2 separate regions of the Siniperca chuatsi genome follow, and region 1 is linked to region 2. A link is a contact called in public Hi-C data. All regions are on one chromosome and are shown on one strand. Each heading gives the region's core, a stretch centred on a gene start, on an enhancer-like site or on the middle of the called end of the contact. The rest is flanking DNA. Distances are from core to core; before and after follow the strand shown.

Region 1 (4,696 bases), core at 299-2,798, 38 kb after region 2:
ATTGAATTAAATGCAGATGGGATCGCTTCCGAATATTGAATGAACATTGAAATCAGCTACAATAACCACTTTATCTGTTTTAAGGACTAAACTTGATAAAAAATCTGAGAATTCAAATAAAAACTCAGGAGCGCAGTACACTATAACAAATAGGCTGTTGTGTTTTCCAAGTTGGGTGAGAAAAACTAAGAACAAGGTTTTCGAATGAGTTATAATTTAGTTTAGGTTTAGGGTTGATTAATAGGCTTGAATCGAAGATGGCTGCAACTCCACCTCTTCGGCCAGTACCTTAAGGAATATGAGTATTAATATGACTGGGCGGAGTGGATTCATTTAGGCTAACATATTCTTCATGACCCAGCCAGGTTTCAGTAAGACAAAATAAGTCAATATGATACTCTGATATTAAATCGTTCACCAGTACAGCTTTAGATGACAGAGATCTGATGTTTAAGAGCCCACATTTAATTTGCCTATTTTGTTGTGCTATTTCAGCGTTTTTGTTTTTATGTATAACTCCTCTTCTGTTAACTTTAGATTTTATTAATTTAAGTGGTCAGGGGGCTAATAATCTAGCAAAATAGCCACTGTGGTTTAGCAGGAGGGGAAATAAAACCATGGTGATTTCAATGGTGTAAATTAAATTATGATTGACAAGCTATGACCTCCTATTCAGGACACTTAAAGACAGGCACAGTTAATCACAGTGCTACTGTACGAACAAGTGACAGACTAACAGACTGACAAACAGGCAGGCGAAAGTGGTCTCGGTGACAGACAGCCTGACAAGCTCAGAGAGAAGAGATGACAATAGTGATGAGAATAATCCAGCTCTCTTATAAAAAAGACAAAGTGTAAATGCTGACAGACAAAAATAGCACAGAAAACCATGCACATGTGTATTCACGGACCAGACTGAAGGTTATGAGAAGCATTGTTGACCGATCACGTCTCTATTTTTATTGTCCGCCCCCACACATGACCCCTTTTTGCAAACTAATCTTTCTAAAGTTTCTACAGCATCATGCTGTGTTTCATTATGTGGCCTTACCCAAAAATAGATACATTATCAGCAGCGGCTCAAATGGCATCATGTTACCTACAAAATTGTTTCTGTGTGAACGCATATCAAATATCTGCTGGAAATCTGACAAGTTTCTATTCGTATGTCCCTCACCACACACACACACACACACACGCATGCATGCATACCAGCAAAACACACTTGCCAAAGATCTCCACCTGCTCTTTCCAGTCCTTTCCAACCATTCTCCTTGTAGCCCATTCGGGCCAAATCCTGCTGCTATGTTGTTGGCTGTGCTCTGCTCCATGGAGTGAAAGTGAAGATGGGGTTTTGTTCTGCTGCCTAGAAAGACTTTGGGATCTGACACAGAAACCTCAGACAGGGAATACACTGAAACAGAGGAATACAGTGAGGGAACGGGACACACACACACACTCTCTCACAGATGTACAGTATATCTGCAGGAAGGTAAATGTGGTCACAGTACGCTGTGGGATCCAAAATATAGAGGATTTGTCTGTACATGAGAGGAGAGTGAAATGCAAAGAAGAGAGAGAAAATGAGATCATGCTGTGTGTGTGTGTGTGTGTGTGTGTGTGTCTGTCTGTGTGTGTGTGTGTGTGTGTGTGTGTGTGTGTGTGTGTGTGTGTGTGTGTGTGTGTGTGTGTGTGGTCAAAGTGTCTGTCTGTGTGTGAATGAGAGAGAGAGAGAGCAGTATTAGCTGCAGTCTCTGACTTTGACCCACACAGGCTGCCAGTAAGCAGGCAGCTGACAGCCTGGCCAGTTGCCATGCGAACCCAACACCTCGGCAACGTGCAGCCTGCCTCGTACACAGCAGCGTCGTGGAAACAGTTACCAGGCGCGTCTGTTTTACTGAGTCAACAGCAGCCACTGGTGGACAAATCCAGACATTCATTCATAAAAAATCACGACTACAGACGTATTTTACATGAAGTCTAGTGGTTACAGACAGGGAAGTGTAAACTGATTGTTCATGAAAAGATTTTGCACTGATGTTGTGTAAGTTTTAATCGATGATGAGACATAGATGAGTAACTGTATGCCTTCACAGTTGCAGACATAACACAATTTCCCTGGCTATACAGTACATGTCTTGCTAATACACCAGCAGACATATCCCCACATCATCACTCCAGCTGAAACAACAGCGTCTCCATACAGACAGCAGGACATTCTCTGCTGTAACAGTCTATTCGGCAGAACAGGACAGAACGACCTCCAGACGTCCAGAGTTCGACTCCAAATGAATTTAATGCCCTAGTACTTTCGGATTAAAGGAGAGATCACACAGTGAGTCTGCAACAAGCACACTGTCCTTTGCTTTATGGGTCACAGAGTCCAACAGAAGAGAAAAGTGTGTAATGTAAGCCATTGTGGCCAGAGGCGGGGTGCCTGGTCTTTGCCTAATGCATTAGCAAGTAAAGGTAGGAGGGAAAAGACGTTAACGATGCACTACAAGAGGCAAGAACGGTGCTGCAAAGAAGTCCCTGTTAAGTAATACCTTGCAGACCTTCCATGTTTGCTTTAAATAAAAGGTGGGCATCCAGTCTGGATCGCTGCAAGAAATCTCCACAGACAGGAAAAGACAAATCAATGCTTAATGTGACACCAAACTGACCTCTAAATGGTAATGTGCAAGTTAGGCCAGAAGGATGGTCCGTGTTTTCCGTCTCACCTGCACTTAAAGCAATAAAGCATCACAACCATTCATATGGTGCAGTTATCAGTTCTGCCCTACAAAGCCAAAACACATTAACGACATAAATTGAGTCAAGGCCAGAATCTTTGACCTGATGACATCTGTCTTACCATATAAAAGTTATTACTGTCTGCCATAAAAGTTTGTAATTTCGGGGGGCACAACATGCAAAATTTGCAAGCACAAGAAAACAAGGATAAAAACCGAACTGCAGTGGCTGCACTCTTGAAAAAAAATGTATCTATTTTGATGTTCCAACATCTTAGTAATAGTTTTGGCAGTAGGTAAATCAACTAACGTAGAAAAAAACTAACGCCAGATAAACTAGTCCTGCAAAAATGTAACTATCCTACAGTAGCTTAGTTTACAGAGGGATGAGATAACAGTGTAACACCTTTTCTGCTTTGGATCAGACCTTGGGATGGTGATGTCATGAGTCAGCAACCAGCCATGCAGGCAGGCAGGACTGGAGTAAGTGATGATGTCACCAGGATGAGCTGAAGAGCACAGTGCCAGTGTTTGTGTGTGTCTGTGCATGCAGGAAATTGTGCTACTAACATGATCACAGACTTAGAGACTCAAATGTATCTGCATGCAAGACATTTTTCTGCAAAACTGCAGTTTTTGTGATAATGCACAAACAGGAATGTAAATGTTAGATACCGAGGCAGACACAAAAGAGACACAGCTCAATTACTTTTCTTTTTCTGTGGCAGCACCTTAGGGGTTTTGAGTGTGTGTGGCCTCCTTTGAGACCATGCACATATTCTGACCTATATGTGAAGTCCTGTGTGCATCCCATCCACCTCAGTTCCGCCATGACTGTTCAATCCCCTCTTCATCTGGGTTGGATTTTAGAGGCGCAAGGCAGAGAGTGTGAATAGCAGCGTGACAACAACGTGTGTGTTGGCCGAAGGAGGGGGGGGATCAACTCCTGATTTGAATTTGAAGGGGCGTGCTGGTGCTAGTGTTGGGGGGGTACAAAGACGAAAGTGGCAACTGCGCCTCTCTGCAGCTGTGGGCCTACGTGAGCATCAGCAGGAACGCTCTCGCTCCTCGTCTCACCCCCCTCCCTTACTCGTTCCCTCACTCTCTCTCATCTCTCACAGTCCCCCCTTCCTTTGATCATTGGCAGCTTCTAATAGAGTTTTGGCAGCCCCCCCACACCCCCAGCCCTCCTCCTTTGCTCAAATCCTTCTTGCACTGTTCTCTCTTTTTCTCTATTATAACTCCTTCACTTCTCTCCCACGTCATGTTCCAAAACGACGGAGACCTTGACAGTGAGAGATGCGTCGTGTTCGGCCAGCCAACAGATATCTGAGACGACTGAAAGGGAAAGAAAGGAAGGCAAAGATCCTCTTTCCCATACACACATAGACATACACACAGCCAATCTGGCCTGAAATGACCTAGAAGGGATATGTGTGTGTGTGTGTGTGTGTGTGTGTGTGTGAGAGAGAGAGAGAGAGAGAGAGAGAGAGAGAGAGAGAGAAAGAGAGAGAGAGTGTGTGTCATGCAAAGCAGGTTTACCCATGTCATACGTACGCATATGCAGTAGCATGCATGCCAATGCACACATTCATGTGATTACTCCAGTATCTTGAGACTGTGCAAACACATGGTTTTAAAGCCAAGGTCAGAGGTGATACTATGCACAAGATTTATCAGAATGAGAGAAGGGGAGGAGGAGGAGGAGGAGGAGGGAGGGGAGGAGGAATGTAGATGAGGAGGCAGAATGAATACAATGAAGAATTAATAGATGATGGATAAAGGAGACGAGAGGAACGAGAGACAAAATAAAATACAAAAAGTTTATACATAGTTGTGCATGTGTGAAAATGGGAGGTGATGTCAGAGGAGGGTAAATCATAACAGAGAGATAAAGGACCAAGCCGAATGGGCTGACTGTCCTTGTCCTCTTCAGCAGGTGCATTTTTTGGCAGTGGATGGGA
Region 2 (4,760 bases), core at 1,682-4,181:
TTTAGATCTTACTTCATCTAAAAGCGTCTACTTATCTGCTCATCCTAATAAGAGAGCAGGCTGGAGGAGGGTAATGAAGGTCGGGTGGACGTGTGCTGCCTCTGTGCGGCACGCTCCTCACAGCTGGGTAGGGTCAACGGTCGCAACACTGATTGACTGATGATTTATACCACCGCTATTAGGAGTGAGTGAAATCACCTGTGTCGCATTGAGTCCAAATGGCCGTCAGATGTTTTCTGCAAGGAATGGAATGACATTTGGAAAATGCTAACTTAAACAGAAAGAGTTGCTTTGTCCCTGGGATTTGATAAGACACAAAGATTAATTTAGGAGTTGCATCCCTATTCCTGAAAGTTTTTTTAAAACCCTAATCTGAGACACACACACATAATGGGCCCTCTGTTACAGGCTAAAACAACCTGCCTAACACAGGTCACACACATACATCTCATTAATGTTTCAGAAGTGCTCTATGTGTAAATGTGCACACGCGTATGCAGCTCAGTCACATGGTGTTTAACAGTGAATGTTATCAGAACACATTATCGGGGCACGCAGTGAAGGTTAATTCCTGGATAATTTATATAAGATTGGTGAAGAGGTCGACGCCGATAACTTGGTCAGTAGCACCTTGCTGTGCAAATCACTCCCTTCCACAGACTTGCCTGCAGCTTAGGCTCTCACGAACACACGCCAAGAGGCGAAGACTCACTTCTTACAAAAGGGAGTGTATAAGGCGGAAAGGAGGAGAGGGAACAGAGAGGAAGAATGTGTAATTTGGCGCCAGGTGATAAAAGAGTGTGGCAGTCAGCCATTAGGCTTTCGGTAATGGAATGCCTCTGTTACATTATACATTTAAACAACGTGACTTTCATCCTCACATGCTCACACACACACACACACACACACACACACACACACACACACACAGTATTGTTTCTGCAGGGGAAAATCACTAATTCAACAAACATAATTCAAGTTATAATTCTTAAAAACCCATTGTTTACACTATTTACAGATGACGTTTTTTTTAGCAATACCAGTCCAATGTATGTATGTATATATCTCTCTATATAGATGTTTTCATTATTAGTGGCAGGGTCCGCCATTTCCGTATGGCGTCAAATTGATGCAAGCATGTAATCCAGCATTACTGTAATTTTATCTCATTGATATCAACCTCAATGTGTACTGTTGACTCTCCTAACGCCATATCAGAGCTGTATTAAGTTACTGATAATGCTAACCGAACATTTCTTACTGCTGCTAGTTCACATCAAAAGCATTCAACTGGTCAAACACGGGGTGGCTTTTATTGTGAAGAAGCCACAGGAAACGTAATGTATTTGTCTCCGACATTAGCACCGAAAATGCATCTTCAAAACAAGACATATTCATTTTCTTTTGCGTTGTATTTCTGACAAAGTTACTGCTCAATGAGTGTTTGCTGTAGTATTAAAGTGTGCTTGCAGTCCCCTCAGCACAGACAGGAATCATCCTGATTTCCTGGTAGCATGATGACGTTTACAAACATGCGTCAATGTGCAGATCGATGCAGGGGAGGCTGTTTGTTGTACATTTAGGAAAGGAGCACTTTATTAAAGTGTGTGTGTTTACGCATGTGTATGTATGTATGTAGTCAGCACAAATACACTCACACACACACATACATGTACAGTATCCATTGTAACCTTGCCCACTTGAGTGCACACATACACACAGATAAACACACACACTCTGAGTCAGCAGAAACAAGAGCTTGGTGACACCGCTAATGAACCCAAGTGTTATTCTTCAATTAAACTACAGACGGGTACCGAGCCAAGGAGCTCCTCTCAGCACTGCTCCAGTAACATGACAGCCGAATCCTTCTCTTCCTAAAAGCTCTCTTTCTCCTTATCTATCACTCACTCTGCCTCTCTTCTTTCTTGCTCCATCATGCCTCAATACTCTCCACTGTGAACTCTCATTGTCTCTCTCTGTTTTCTTTTCTCCCTCATTCCATTTATATGCACGGTAAGGTATGAGTTGTAGCAAGCAAGCCTAATATGTCAGGCACATAGCTGCCAACTTATGTCATTACATACTTATCAGCTCTTTCCACTTCCTTGGTGTCTATCAATCTGTCAGTGTGCTGGAGGTAGATCAAGGTAGACACATGGGTAGTCCTGCAGTGGCCTTTTGGTCCAGCAGAGGGCAGCACTATTATGTGGAGCTGTCACAACCATATTATATAGAAATATTACAGACATAGCAATTCAAACATCACTTGAATCGGCTAGTTGTTAAAGAAAGACATGTGACATTTGATTGTTAAGAGATATTAAACACACGTTTTATTTTTGGTCCAAATTTTTACCTTTTAGGCTATAATTTAAATCACATGAAGAAAATAAGCCTTTAAACTCATTCCACTGAATTTCATTTTTCCACTTTAGTAAGCTTTTGCCTCAAGGAGAGAACTGCATTTAAAAATCAGGCTTTTAACTAATAACAAGCACAGGAAAAAACAATAAAACACTAATTTCTCCTCAATAGCCCAAATAAATTAAACGTGTTCCAGTGGTGGAAAGTAACAAGTAGGCTAATGTACTTAAGTCCACTTTTGAGGTACTTATTTCGACTTTATGCTATTTTGTATTTTACTCTACTACATTTATTTATCAGATGTTGTAAAAAAAAAAGTTATATTTTGCATAGAAAATATATGATCAGATTATAAAATACAATGCATTGCTATAGAAAATTTGCTCCATATCAACCAGCTACATAAAGTAGGCTACTGTTTACATGTTACTGCATAAATAATAATAATACAATAATAAAACAGGGGCCATTCTGCATACTCATTTTACATTTGATAAGACTTCGTTACTTTTACTATTGTAAGACTCCCTTTTTCTCTGTATGCCCTCCTCTTCCTCACAGTGCTGTCTCAGCTCTTGCTCGAAGAAGAAAAAAGAGCCTGACCAACGGCTAACTGCAGACCGGAACATCACACAGAAAAACCCATTCTCCGTCAGCGGGGTGACAGGGAGCAATGCGGCGACAACTCGTGCCGGATCAGAGACGGCAACGTTTCCCTGCCCACGCACACATACACACAGGCAGGCTACGTGTCTGGACACACACGCTCTCCAACAACCCCGAGTAGCCACAAGACTGGAAAATATTTGTCCTAATATCACCAGGGCAACTGGAAACGAGAAGATGTGGCACTCACCTTACCTTAGCCTGAGTTAACACACACTTTGCCTTTTTTATATAATATTTTATAACAGGCATCGCGAAGGAAATTGATTTTTTTTAGCTAAAAATCACACAAGGGGAGCATCCAAGGTCATAATTTGCTACAGCAACAAGGTCTGTAGGACTATAAAACTGTATATAGGCCTAACTATGAGCGCAACAACAACGACCCATAGTGCAGTTGTTGTATATTGTTAGATTGTGCATCTTGGCGTTTAAAGCTGCGCAAAAGATGCAGCCAGAGCATGACTTGTGGAGATGATGAAATGGATTAAAAGCTTGGAAACAGTGGGTGATATTTCAGCCGCTGAGATGGGCTTAGTTATCACAATATCAGGATGTCCTCATTTATTTTTTCTCTAATAAAAAAATAAAATAGACCGGCACCTCTGAACTCGGCTCTGCGTTTTTAATAGCTTGCTGCTGATGTGGTCACATGAGTCGACGCTTAATAGTTGAAACTTTTGAAAAAAAAAAAACTTAAGAGGAGCGTGTAGTGCCGTATATCAGCCCATAGAGGACACACCTACCCTGCTTTAATGATCCACCAATCATCTGCGTCCCCGGACCTTGGCTGCTAAATTGTCACTAAGCCACAGTATGGAGAAACCGAGACAGAAGCGTTTCTGTCTTAACGAAGAAAGCAGAGAGACTGCTTAGTTCCCAGTGACAGAGGAATATAAAAAACTCGGAGCACATAGACAAAGTTTTGTAGGACGACTATCTCTCAGCGTGGTTTTCTTTTTCACTGAACGTCATCCTGATCCATTGGTTCAAGTTGCACATAGGAGTAGGCTACAAGTTTCCAATGGACAGATACTTGGAGACTGCTGGCGCAACAAGCATGGGATTAATTTTGTAATGTGGATTGCTATTCCCTTGCAAGAAAATAAAGGTCTGCTGCGGAACAATGTGAGACGTTATGCGTCTTGGATTCTCGTGTTTCTGGATATCTTGAAAACCATTGGCAACAGTTGAGAAGGAAGAAGTTATGCGCAAAGGATTGTATGCTCCGACCCCGGGACCAACATGGATTTGCCATTACAACCCCCTGCCCCTTATTTAGAGAAGTTTTAGCCGGTTCTCTTGTGTTGTTGTTGTTATACTTGCTCTTGTTTGAGAACAAATCGCCACATTGGCTTCTTGGATTTTGAAACGTCGCCTGCCTTTGGATTGGATTTCCAACACCATGAACTTTATTGACAGTTTGACTCTATTATTTTTGACGCTGTCAGCTGTCAAGGTGAGTCGTGTGTTCCCAGCGAGCAAACTGGACAAAAAAGAAAGAACACCAATCGACCTCTATTTGCGAAATGTAACCACTGGTCATTAATGTGTAGCTCGCCCTTGCCTTTCCTCTGGCTAGGTCATCGCTCGTGTTTAAACAAGCTGAAATGTTTAGTGGTTTTGGGGAGATTTAAACAGCCATTACGCAAAGCCGACACTATATAAACCTAACCCACACACTCGTGGGTGGTGCGCTTTTTGTGTTGCAAATGCGGTATATGTGA

The links. Hi-C and Micro-C count contacts between places; a contact is called where the count stands out from the background.
Region 1: a Hi-C map of liver shows a contact between it and region 2, with 4 times the contacts expected there. The contact joins the enhancer-like site here to the promoter of vegfab in region 2. A contact is called at or near these places in 3 of 3 Hi-C or Micro-C datasets (liver, skeletal muscle and an unstated tissue).

Annotation. Positions count from the first base shown.
Region 1 is chrLG16:12,846,598-12,851,293 of ASM2008510v1, forward strand. No RefSeq gene overlaps it. Among protein-coding and RNA genes, the nearest start is that of LOC122863353, 8.8 kb to the right of the region's middle. Within about 2 kb of position 1,549, the one cell type or tissue checked has an H3K27ac peak away from gene starts, as active enhancers do. A contact at or near this core is called in liver, where this site is marked.
Region 2 is chrLG16:12,807,260-12,812,019 of ASM2008510v1, forward strand. vegfab (vascular endothelial growth factor Ab) reads left to right here and starts at 2,932. Exons shown (of 7, transcript XM_044168691.1): 1 at 2,932-4,492. The coding sequence starts at 4,439.